2 separate regions of the Mus musculus genome follow, and region 1 is linked to region 2. The links are chromatin contacts, called in public Hi-C maps. All regions are on one chromosome and are shown on one strand. Each heading gives the region's core, a stretch centred on a gene start, on an enhancer-like site or on the middle of the called end of the contact. The rest is flanking DNA. Distances are from core to core; before and after follow the strand shown. Region 1 has its middle 15 kb from the start of Gm30827. Region 2 overlaps Adgrl2 (adhesion G protein-coupled receptor L2).

What was found. Hi-C and Micro-C count contacts between places; a contact is called where the count stands out from the background.
Region 1: a Hi-C map of liver shows a contact between it and region 2, with 2.8 times the contacts expected there. The contact joins two enhancer-like sites. A contact is called at or near these places in 3 of 39 promoter capture datasets (hematopoietic stem and progenitor cells and liver), 9 of 484 Hi-C or Micro-C datasets (Sertoli cells, embryonic stem cells, liver and 3 more), 9 of 115 datasets of contacts at active chromatin or transcription factors (bone marrow-derived dendritic cells, cardiomyocytes, embryonic hindbrain and 5 more) and 1 of 9 other capture datasets (pancreatic islet).

Annotation. Positions count from the first base shown.
Region 1 is chr3:148,980,567-148,986,568 of GRCm38.p6, reverse strand. It overlaps a transcript of Adgrl2 not described here. Among named protein-coding and RNA genes, the nearest start is that of Gm30827, 15 kb to the left of the region's middle. Within about 2 kb of position 3,983, at least 15 of the 459 cell types and tissues checked have an H3K27ac peak or open chromatin away from gene starts, as enhancers often do. A contact at or near this core is called in liver, where this site is marked.
Region 2 is chr3:148,896,605-148,902,437 of GRCm38.p6, reverse strand. The region is part of intron 1 of Adgrl2 (adhesion G protein-coupled receptor L2); the gene reads left to right. Among named protein-coding and RNA genes, the nearest start is that of Adgrl2, 55 kb to the left of the region's middle. Within about 2 kb of position 3,692, at least 31 of the 459 cell types and tissues checked have an H3K27ac peak or open chromatin away from gene starts, as enhancers often do. A contact at or near this core is called in liver, where this site is marked.

The DNA of each region.
Region 1 (6,002 bases), core at 2,734-5,233, 84 kb before region 2:
TTGCTCCGCTGTAAAAGAGGTGCCATTTCACAAGCTGCACAAATTGTTTGAATTAATGCAAGTGTGAATTCTTACCGTTTGAAGGGGGCGATTAGCATATCAAAGGTTTCTTAGCTTCAGCTCAATTGAGAAAACTGCAGCCTGTCTTCCTTTTTGCTTCCAAGCCGAGGCCCAAAGGGCAATGGGAATTGTAAAGGGTGCAAACTGGAAGGAGGGATCAGGCTGTGCGGCCGAACTTTGACTGTTCTGTAATTATGTGAACCAAAAACCTTTGTCTGTTGCTCTGGATCCCTTGCAGATGGCAAGACAATTATTTTCTATTGATAAATGGTTTGTTCCTAGGAAAACGGTGACCTTTTGTTTTAGGATAGTCTCTGTTGCCTATCTTTTGGGGTGCCCTTCGTGGAACACTGAGAAAGCCTCGCTGTGTAACCTAACGTTTTTCTCTAAAACCTGACGCACTTTGCTCTATTATAATTAGAAGGGCGTTCAATTAGCCTACACAACAATAGCTATTCTGTGATAAGACTCTCATTGCTACACATTGGAAACTTTATTTTTTTTAAATATACTTGCTAAATTAATAGGGAAGAAAAAGGAAGTAGATCTTGTTGAAAATTAAAAGCCCACGTGAGCTTTATTAACAGAACTTCTGAAAGGAGTATCAGTTTGGAAAACATTTCTAAGTGCCAGACTCCAATTTTATGACTTGTTTTAAATAGAGGTAATTCTATTTAGGTAGAGTTTTGTTTTAATTTTTAAAAGTTGATCAAACACTAGCCACCTTTTTGTTTAGCATAAAGTTGTTTTTCAGTGAGAACACCTAGTTGGTTTGATTATTCATTTCCTCCCATCTGGAGAGCACTGTGTTATCTGAATTTCTCTTAGCAGCTCAGAACTTGAATGAAGAAAGAAATAAGAAACTAGTCTGTGGGGCATTTGTGGAGGGCAGAGAGGTCAAGAGAGAACTCTTCTTCTGGGGAAAACTACTTGTATTTATATCACATTAGGTTTTCAAAATTGATTTTTAAAGACAAACTGAGTGGTTGGAAAATTGTAAGACTCCCTCCCCCCCCCCCAATCTCTGGTTTACCAGTGATGTTTGTTTTTGACCAGGAACTGACATTCTTATCTTGGAGGAAGGATTGTTTACTGATGGTTAGAAGTCCTAGCTCCTAATACTGGAAATAAATTCTCACGTACCAGTTTAAGAGGCGAAAACCCACCACCATTAATTGCCTAAATATTTTAGTCTTTTGTTTAATGGGGTGGTAATTGTTTTCAGATCAAGATGAGACTCTTTAGTGCCTTTCCAATGGAGACTTCACCCAGTGATCATTTTACGATAGCTTTTTAAAAACCTGCTTTGTTCAGTAGCCAAAGAAGTACTGTAGAATTGGAGGGGGGGGGGCTGTCAATGGTTGTGATTGTGACTTCTGTACCCTAATTTTGGCTAACTGCTTTGAGTACAAAGTATTATGGAGAAAACACACCGTCGTTGAGAGCTATTAGTGATCATTCAAAAATTGTCTTGAAAGCATTGTTCTTCCTTTTATATGATCTTGGATTTGGCAAATCTCTAAAGGTGTAAAATGCAGTGCAAATAAGATTTCTCTGCTTTTCGATGACAAAATTGGGCAACTTAAAGAAAAACTAACGTGCCGTCGAAGCACTTCAGCTGACATTTTCAATCACTAGGGTAGTAAGTGTTGGCAACAGAAAACGAATTTAGAAATGCAGATAGCCCCGGGAGCAGGTAGTTAGGGAATTCGGAATATTGAATCATGTGGGCTAGACCAAACCAATTACTTCAAGTTTTGACATGAGAATTTCCAATAAATAACTTTTGTTTTCCAGGCTTTTCGCCCAGCTTTATTAGTGGAGTGACATCAAAGCACCCAGCAGAACTTCCGAATGCCATGAAAGCGAATATGAATACATAGCTCTCCCATGCAGTGCCCAGAGTCCTACTTTCAGATGGGCACTGGGGAGTTTTCAGTGCTGTAGTTCTCACCTCAGCAGAAGCACGGGGCTGCTGGGTGTTTCTCAGAACATGCAGGGCAGTAGAGTGCTTCAAAACCAAGACTTACTTCGGGTTAGGACTTTGATCAGTCCTGGCACTCACTCTGTGTGCTTTCTGAACAAATTTAAGGTCGTAATTTACTGTCCTTAAGTAACATGGCAAACTGAGAAAAGGGACAGAGATGTGGTGAAGGTCAGAGGAACTGTCAACCTGCAAACCCCAGGAATAAAACGTTACTGCTCTGCTTTCTCTGAAAATATTTATTTGACCTAACTTTTGTGAAAAATTACTTAAACAATGGTTCATTACCAGATGTGTTATGGACAAGAGGCAGCACTACAAATTTATTGTTGTCTGTGATCTTCATTCACCTGCACCCCACCTGTGAAGCAAGACTCTGGTTTGATTTTAACGAAACCTTTATCACTTACCTAAGTGCTGATAATTATAACCCAGGCTAGGTGGATTTCGGTTAAGAGCCAAACAGTTTTGGACAGAGAAGAACCGAGCATCCTGCAAAGTGCAACTTTTAGTAATTTCCCTGCAGGAAGCTTACACTTTGTGATCTTGATTCTTTGTATCTGCTTCTGAGTCTTGAAGGGTCATTTGACACCTGCCTGCATTTGATCGGGTAGATTCTTGTAAAACAACGCCACAGTTTTGTAGGTAATATGTGCTAGAAATGAGGTGTGTTGTGGACGAAGACTGTTTTACAAGCATGCTTATCTAAATTGAAGGTTTTGATGACGTACTAAGAATAGCAATGTTTGTAGCTGAGCGGAAAAAGGACTTAGATTCTTGTAGGTATCTTGGTCAGTTCCGAGTCAGTTCACTCAGGCTCAACTGTTTTGGAACTATTTTAAGCAAAGATTAAAACATTTCTACTTGGAAGCTAGATGAAAATCATAGGTTGGTTAGGCTTTCTGTTACATAACACTAGTTCTTCAGGCATACCCAAATACTCATCTCTGCAAATAATTCCTGATTAAAGGTTGAAAAGGCATTTAATCATCAGATTACGCTAATTAGAGTGATCTTATCAGAAAAGTAGACTGAGACTATTCTGTAAAATCTTCGGTTGCCTGAGATGCTCTCAAAGATTGGGTGAAGAACTGGCTTTTTTTTTTAAAAATTCTTTAAGAACAGCTTAAGGAAATGGTTTGTTTAATATAAAGATAGATGGCTAATTACTGTAATTAGGTACTGTGAATCATAACACATAGTATACTGACCTGAGTGGTCACCAACAAGGAGTGAGTGGGCCCTATTAGACTTCAGTTAGTCACCCGGATCTGATGTGTAGGTTTTCTTAAGCATGTGTTATATACTAGAGAAATTCCTTAATGTAATTTTGATGTAAGTCGTTATTTTTAGGCAGGTCACGGACCATAAGAATAGAAAGGTCCAATCAGCTAAAAATACTTTTAAACACACACACACACACACACACACACACACACACACACACACACACACACATATATATTAGGTCATTGGTTGATACATTAAATGCAGTAATCTGCATATTTCTAAAACAAATTTTAATTCAATAAGTTTTGAAAGCTTATTATTTGTGTTCCCCCCCCCTTCCTTTTTTATTTGACAAGCAAATACTCCCTGGGGAAAATCAGTTTAAGGAACTGAACTCATAATACCTTCCCATAGAGTGCAGTTATGGGACATGCTTTGGAAATGTCTGAGGAGCACAAAGCAAATTCCGATACAATTTGTTTAATTACAACAAAAATACAGCACTATGAAGTCATAGTGTTTGTCTTCATAGAGGGTTTTATGCATTGTGGTGGTAAGTAAAATCCCATCACACTTGTATAAATTTGTTCAATTACCAGAACAACTAAAAGGAAAAAAAAAATCAATTTAGGTTGAAAAGCAACAGAAATTAGATTACCTTGGTTAGTAGAAACTTGCCAGCAGTGTTGAAATTGCTTAATAATATCAAAAGCCACACCAGCAGTGTGAGGGCGTTGGCTTCTGTTGTAATATGCACATGTTTGCTTACTGGGTTAATTTTTTTTTTAATGTATCTCTTCCCTTTTCTCTTCCTGTTTTTATTTTCACGGAAATTGTCAGATAGCATGCGAGAAGCTGTACATTTGGGTGTTATCGTTCCTTGTAGAGGTTGCTTTCTTAGACTCTTTGATCAGTTAATATTTTGGATCAGTGTTGTGAAATGCTATGCATGATTTTAGGAATCTGAAGAAACTCCCTCCATCACAAAGGAGCCAGTTAGCAGCCCCAGGAACACTTTAGGATTTCTCTCTCTCTCTCTCTCTCTCTCTCCCTCTCTCTCTCTCTCTCTCTCTCTCTCTCTCTCTCTCTCTCTCTCTCTCTCTCTCGTTTATCACCAACACTAGAGTTATATGGAACCCTCGATCTTAAATTCTGAGCACAATAAAGTAGTACAGATAGCTGGGCACCTGTTTTATGGCCACCTTGATTCATTCTGCCACGGAGCTTCACCCAGTTGCAGTAATAGTCACAAGGGCTGCTCCAAAGCCACCGGGCTGTTTTTAGGTCATGAAGTCAACTTCCTGGAATTTCTAGGGAAACCAGTTGAAAGGAGGAGGACAAATGTCACTTTAAATAGAGATGTTTAAACCAGATTTCTGCCTGAGGGTAAAATTTAGGTCTCTCTTAGCCCGGATGTAATGTCTCCCTCTGCAGAGCAAGGCATTAATCAGGGCAGGGCATGAAAACGGGGGACGAAAACGGGTCCCAGTTGGTTCTGCCGTTGATGCCTTCCTTGCCCCAATCTGTGAGGAACATCTTACAAACATTAAAAGGCAGACACGGTACCTCACATCAATTTCTGAATTTCAGCACTGCAATTAGTTTCTTTAAAAGAAGCCCACATAAAGCTGGGGATGGGCTAAGATAAAACCTGGACCCCCTCGAAGCCATTTTAAAGGGGTGGATCTAGCACTTCATAAAATCAGATGTGCAGGGTTGAGAAGCATGCCGGAGAAGCACCCCTAAGTCAATGACCAATTTTTAATTCTATTCTAGAATATATTAAATAACCTTGATATATATTTTTAAATTATCCGATAGAAAAAAAGAAATGGCGATAAAAGAGAACGTTAATCCTTGGCTGTGAAGGATGGTGGAAGCTGCTAAGATGGTTGCTTAACCTGAGACAGATCATCAAATCCAACCAATATTATTTTGTCAGAACAAAAGCATATAGAGCCTGTGTCCTTTTCTGATATGCACAATGAAATTTTAGCTCAGTAGTGACAAAAAGATGGGCCAGGGCAGTCTAATAAATAATGAAAAAGGCATGGCTTAGCCATCAAAGCATACCGTTTAACCCCATTCTTTGCCATCCATATACACAAAGCAAACAATTTATATTCTGATCCTCTTGATACAATGGTATTTCTAGATAGTTTTAGGTTAAGAATTAATGCAAGTTTAAAATCCAAACTCTGTTTGGTTGCTTGATGCATCTCTTTGGAAATGATTTGGCGAGTTCAGCTCTGTTCTGCTTTCAAGGACTTTTCAGCCTTTGGACCATAAAGCAGCCACACTGCCCACTGTTGCCACTCTCCGTGACACTGCTGTGCCGGTCTATACGTCTGACTGTACTCCAGCATTGGACGGCAGAACAATCTAACCCCAACTACTGTCAAAATGGCAGTTGGCTGGTGGGGCGGGACTTTGGTCTTGACTAATGCTTTTTTTTCCCCCTTAGAGGATAGTAACCCAGAGTTACTAGTTTGCCATAAGATGGCTGAACCATGACACAATGTTGATAAACTTAGTACTTAGTGTTTATTTTCCGTAGAGTACCATGATGTAACCAGTTCCCAGCTTCCATTTAGGTAGAGAAAGAGTTGTTAAAAATGATTTTTCTGTCTTCCCTTAAAAGCAACATTTATTTTCTTTTTCTTTTTCTTTTTTCATTCCACACATACCTTCCACAGGGAAATTTCAGTCTTCTGCATTAAAAGCATCT
Region 2 (5,833 bases), core at 2,443-4,942:
GTTTGGGAGCCATGATTTGTCTAGGACTTGCCTTACAAGTCAGGTTCACCTAAACTCTCATTTTTCTTTCATTTCCTTTCTTTTTTAATTGAAAATAGATTTTTTTTTTCCTTCCGGAATACAAACTTCCCCTCCCTCCGATTCTCCCAGCTCCATCCCTTCCCCCAGATCCACTCCCTGACTCTGTTTCTCTTCAGAAAAGAGCAGGCATCCAAGAGACCACCACTAAACAGGACAAAACAAGACACCATAAGAGAAGTCCAAAGCCCTCACACCGAGGCTGGACTTGCCAACCCAATATGAGGAAAAGGGTCCCAGGAGCAGGGAGGGAGCCAGACACACGGCCACTCCCACTGTTGGGAGTCCCAGAGAAAAGGCCAGGCTAAGAGCCACAACTAGAACAGGCATGCTGAGGACCTGGGGCAGACCCCAGTGGTTCCAGGATTGTCCCCTCAGTCTCTGTGAGCCCATGAGAGCCCTAAAAGAGTTGATTGTTTTTGTGACGCTTAATTTCTGTTTTTACACGTATTTTTAATAGCCAAGGATCTTTTTAATTCCGACTGTCCACTTTATAAGGATAAAATTAAAAGTATTCTAGGTTATGAAGGAAAATAAACATTTGAGGTCCAGGGAGAGCTGTGCAAAGGACTTTACCAAGGCATGGAAACACTGCCTAAACTGTTTTTCCTGTATTTTCTTGCAATATGTTAGAATCTCTGAGGCTAGAAGCTGACACTCTCTGTGTTGGGAAAGGAACTCTTCCACTGGATCTGACTCTAGGCTGCCTCTTCCTTCTTGATAGATGCACTTGACAGCTCTCTGTTTCTCTCTGTCTCTGTCTCTCTCTCTCTCTGTCTCTCTCTCTCTCTCTCTCTCTCTCTCTCTCTCTCTCTCTCTCACACACACACACACTGCTTTTTTCACTGCTTTTTTCACTGTGTAGAGAAGTCCCATGTTGCTCTTTTAAGGTTTTTATAACTATGTAATAACAGAATCAATTTATGGTATTAATGATTTACAAAATTTCAGTTTTTTTTTAAAAACTTCATCTTTTCATCATAATGTAGATAGACCTCAAAGACATGGGAGATGGTGCCTAGACTCACTCAAGTGTCAAAGCCACCATACTGTCATTTTACAAATGATATCCGCGTCCCATCATGGGCTAGCGTTCCATCCTAAATTACAGTGTGACTGTTGCTAGGGTCGCCTGGTGGATTTTAGAGTGGTCGGTACACTGGGTGGGCTTCTTACAGGGTGTGAAAATAAACTGATTCCAGAGTGATCTAAGAAAGACATCAGAGCCTGCCAGACACAAATACAGCAGGAAAAGTGACTGAGCAGTAAAGAAATGCTTGTTTTTACTTGAGGTGAAATTTTAAAATATTGTTGTCCTTATTTTGTTTTGTTTTGTTTTGAAGTTTGCATACAGAGTAGTGTGTTTCCTTGTGGCCATTTCCTGCCTTTGTATTCTGAAGGGAGGGAGTGAGGCCTGCTGATCCTCTCCTTTTACTTTTTTGGGGCATCTTGGAGGTTTTGATTAGGTCAGCAGTACCAGTAAGCAAATAGCACAGCAGTGACATTGCTCAGGAGCATCTTATATGTGCGGTTCAGTTATGTCACTAGTTTGGCTAGTTTTCCTCACAAGTTCCTACCATCCTTTAGAACACAGTCCTTGCATCTGATTGTGCCACCAGTGACTTCGTATCTTAAACTAATCAATTAAAATTTCCACACTGTTTTGTGGACATAAAAGGAAACATTTCAACATGTTTTGGGTCTCCAAAGTTAGTTTTTCTTAGGCGAGGACACAAGAACTTTCCTGGCTTCCTCTTGGAGTCCGGTTGGACTTTTCTTCCTTTTAGCAGAAAACCCTTTTCTGATGTCTTCAGTAGTATTCTTGTATTCACCGTTTGAAAGGGAAAATTCTAAGTTCGATACTCCTTTGGGATTTTAAGGAAAACAGGTATATCTTTTACAAGCACTGTAGGACTAAGCTGGTCAGCATGTGATTCCAGTACTGGGGAGGTGGAGGCAGGAAGATGGCAAGTGTAAGGGCAGTGACTGCTACAGAGTGGATTCGAGGGCAGCCTTGAATACAGGAGACCTTGTCTCAAAATAAACACGTGGAACAGCAACAACAAAATTAATAACAACAAAAGAAAGTGTATGTGATGGAAAGTTAAAAGCAGTAGGCCCTCTGTGGAAGAACTTGGATGGACTTTTCTCGTTGGCAAACGGTTGGCATGGCTAACTGGAAAGGCAGGGCTCTGCGGGGTTCCGTGGGGATTCCTTTCCTTAGAAGGAGCCTCCTGAGCTGTCCCCCTTTAGGCCCCTTGTATGAGTCAGCAGAGGTTGCCTGCAGTCACCCTAGGGTTCCTCGCCCAGGACACAGAGAAATGTGTGGGTGGCTTCGATGTAGTTTCAGAGTTGTTAGCACAGACTCTGGAGTCTGCATTAATTGGCTTCCTGGAGCTGCCTTCCCTGAGCTAGGTGGGACTGCTTCACACCTGGAGAGTTTATTACTGCCTAATAAAACTTCATTGATGTGAAAGTCCTACATTGGAAATCCACTGTTGTCTCTGGTGGGGACCCTTTTACATTCACCTTTTAAAAAATGAGGTCGCGATTAGTAGCTTTCTGCCTTTGTTCCCCACCCCCCCCCCCCACCCCCTGGAATTTTGGTAAAAGTATTGTTTCTATGTGAATACAGCAGGAGGTGAAGTAACCCTTCAGATGTGTACTCTCTTTGATCTGGGAGACCTGCCCTCTGTGTAGATGAAGTCCCAGGACAGGATGGAGCCCTGCTTAGTCTGCTCGGCTGGGTGTGCCTGACTAGATGCAGAAGTCAGTTTCAGTCTGTGTTCTTCCTTCTGACGTCACTGCTTTGAAGGACATAGTTCTCCAAGTCTAGGCCGCAGAATTAATGGGATTCTGATAACAAATGGGTGTAAAGGGGAATTGTAAAAATCGATTGTGTTCTTCAGTGAGAGGTGGCAGTCCCCTCCCTGAGATAAGAAATCGTTTTTCTTTATTTATTCTGTGATTATTTTCTAGTTTCTTTGTTGACAATGCATGAATTATAGAGATGCTCTGGAGAGCTTTCATTTAGTCACACAAAGTGAGTGACCTAGAAAGATTTCGTTCCTGATGCTAACTCCTTATTAGCTTGTAGCTGACTGGGAACAGAAGTGTTGTAAAGAATATTTTATTTCCTTGAAGAGAAACAAGTGGGTCGTTGCTTTCTATCTATTGTCCTGTAATTCATGACCTGAAAGGTGGAGTGGCTTTGATCTCCAGCTCCCCACCCTTCAGTAGGCGTGGCTTCAGAGGGTGAGTTAGATGAAGACCCTCTTCCCAAGGAGACACTACCCAGACGCAGGTCCACACTCATGTTAACTCCGCTGTAGTCCTGAGCAGTAAGACACAGTGTAAGTATGCAAGCCTGAGGTCAGACTCTCCCATTGTCAGGGAAGCCTTGAGCTGGGTTTTGGTTGAGTTCTTTTTCCTTTTCTTTTGAGTCAGGGTTGCATGTAGCCTAGGCTGACATCAAGCTGAATGTACAGGTGAGCATGGCCATGAACTTCTGTTTCGCCTGCCTCCTTTATTGCTGGGGTACAGGTATGCACCATAGCACCTAAGTTATGAGGTCCCGTGGTGTGGACTCACGGCTTCCTGCATGCTAGGGAAGTAAGTGTTCTATCAAATAAGCTGCAGTCCCCAGGCAACTTCATAGTCCAAAGGTAACTGCGCCTTGCTGTGCAGTCCATTGGAAATGTTTCTGAAGCAGATTGGAAATCTGGAAGCCTGTGTTTCTGAGCTTTGGAGAGGTTGTGGTTGCATGCTAAGACTCTTTACAAAACAAAACAAAACAAAACAAAACAAAAAGAAACAGCTTTTCCTGAGGCCTAATGTTATTTTTGTAGACATCCTTGCTGGGAGGTTTTCCTTTAAAGTTCAGGATTAAACCTGTCATATTTTATAACTTAAACTGCAGTGTTTTAATGACACTTGTGAATTATTACCCAGTGGTGGGTAATTTAGAAGTTTTTACAAGAGTGGGATCAATTTCTTTCTAATAAGTAATTTAATCCCAGGGTTTTTAAAGGACTAATAATGAGTTATTTTCTCAGCATTCTGAGAGGACCTCGGAAGTGCTAATATTGACCTATCAGCTGGTCGGAGTCTTAACATTTTACCTTGGCGCGTCCAGAAGGTGACCAAGATTAGTGATACTTAACTTTACATAATTATAGAGTTTTCAAAAATTAAAAAAAATATATTTCCAAAGATAATTATAGCATTTTTGGATTTAAATTGATTTTACTTAAGTTACTGTTAAGATTTAAAAGTAATAAAGTTTTTTTTTAATGCTTTGTGGTTTTTAAACATCCAGTTGAGTTTTTTTATTTATCTAGAATAAACAGCTCGATTCTAAACCCAAATGACACCAGAAGTAAAGGCAGGGCCTGGCAAGATGAATCCGTTGGTAAGTTGGGATGTGAGTCCCATCCCTGGGATCCCCATGGGAGAAGAAGAGGAATAACTCCCACAGGTTGTCTTCTGGCCTACACCCACATCCAGACACGGAATTAAATAAACGTAACAAGGCTGAAGAAACTAAAGCGGGCCAGGCTTCTGGGTTGAGCTGTGTAATCTCATGACCTTAAATTGAACAATTGCTTTTTTTTTTTCTTGAACACCCTCTTTGTGTTTGGGGTTCATGTAAAGACCCTACACATAAAGACTTCCATTTTTTTTTTTTATACCAGTATGTTTACGCTAGCCCATGGGAGTTGTACACTTTTTATCTTTATTGTTAGTGTTGACAATAAGGCCAAAGGTGAATGCTGTTTATAGTGTTATGTGTCATGGTTTGGGATTCTCAGTGCATAGACACCTCAAAGAGATTGTGTATCAGTGGACACAGAAACCCTGATGCTTTAGAGGTTCCTCTTTATGCACGCGCGTGCGTGTGTGCATGTGCGTGTGCGTGTGCGTGTGTGTGTGTGAATGTGCAGATATGCTATGGTGTGTCTCAGACGTCAGAGAATAATTTTTCGTGAGTCAGTTGTCTGCCACGTTGGTCCCAGCCTTTGAACTCAGGGTTTCAGAGGAGCACCTTTACCAGTGAGCTATCTCATCAGCCCTGATGGGGGTATTTTAATAACTAGAGTAGTCAAGAAACCGAAGCAGCATCGAGCTCCCACAAACTTACATGAAATTATGTTTCTAACACCCTGCCGTTAGCCACGGGAAGTTTTATTAAGCTCTTGAGATTTGAGACGTTGTGTTTCATTGACATCATGAATATGCAGAGGTAAATGGAACTGTTGAACTATTAGTGAACTAATTTCTCTTCGAGCCTTGCTCTTAGCTCTCTTCCATTGCAGGAAGAGACCTCATTAACATATGCGAATGGAAGCCATTCAGAGATTTCATAGGCCAGCACTCTTAATAAATGGTGGCCCGAGTTAATGTCTCAGGACAGCTTGAAGTCACAGCCCCGGTCCCACAGAGGTCCCTGATAATGAAAAGTCACCGTTCCTGCTAGGACCCGAGTACAGCATGAGCAGTGGCATCTGTGACTCTGGGTTAGTTCAGAGTTATTAAGAAAAGCAGCACCAGGGAGAGACCTTGAAACTTTTATATTCTGGTTAATAAGAGCCCCTTTTATAGACACGATTCCCACAGCACTGTGTTCAAGTCTGAATAGAGCCAAGGGCAGAAAGGCAAAGTGCTTGTCCCCACTCGCTTCAAGTCCAACAAAGCGTGCTCTTTGTTGACAAAGCACCATATCATTTGGCCAAGATGCTTATGGTTGTGACAACCA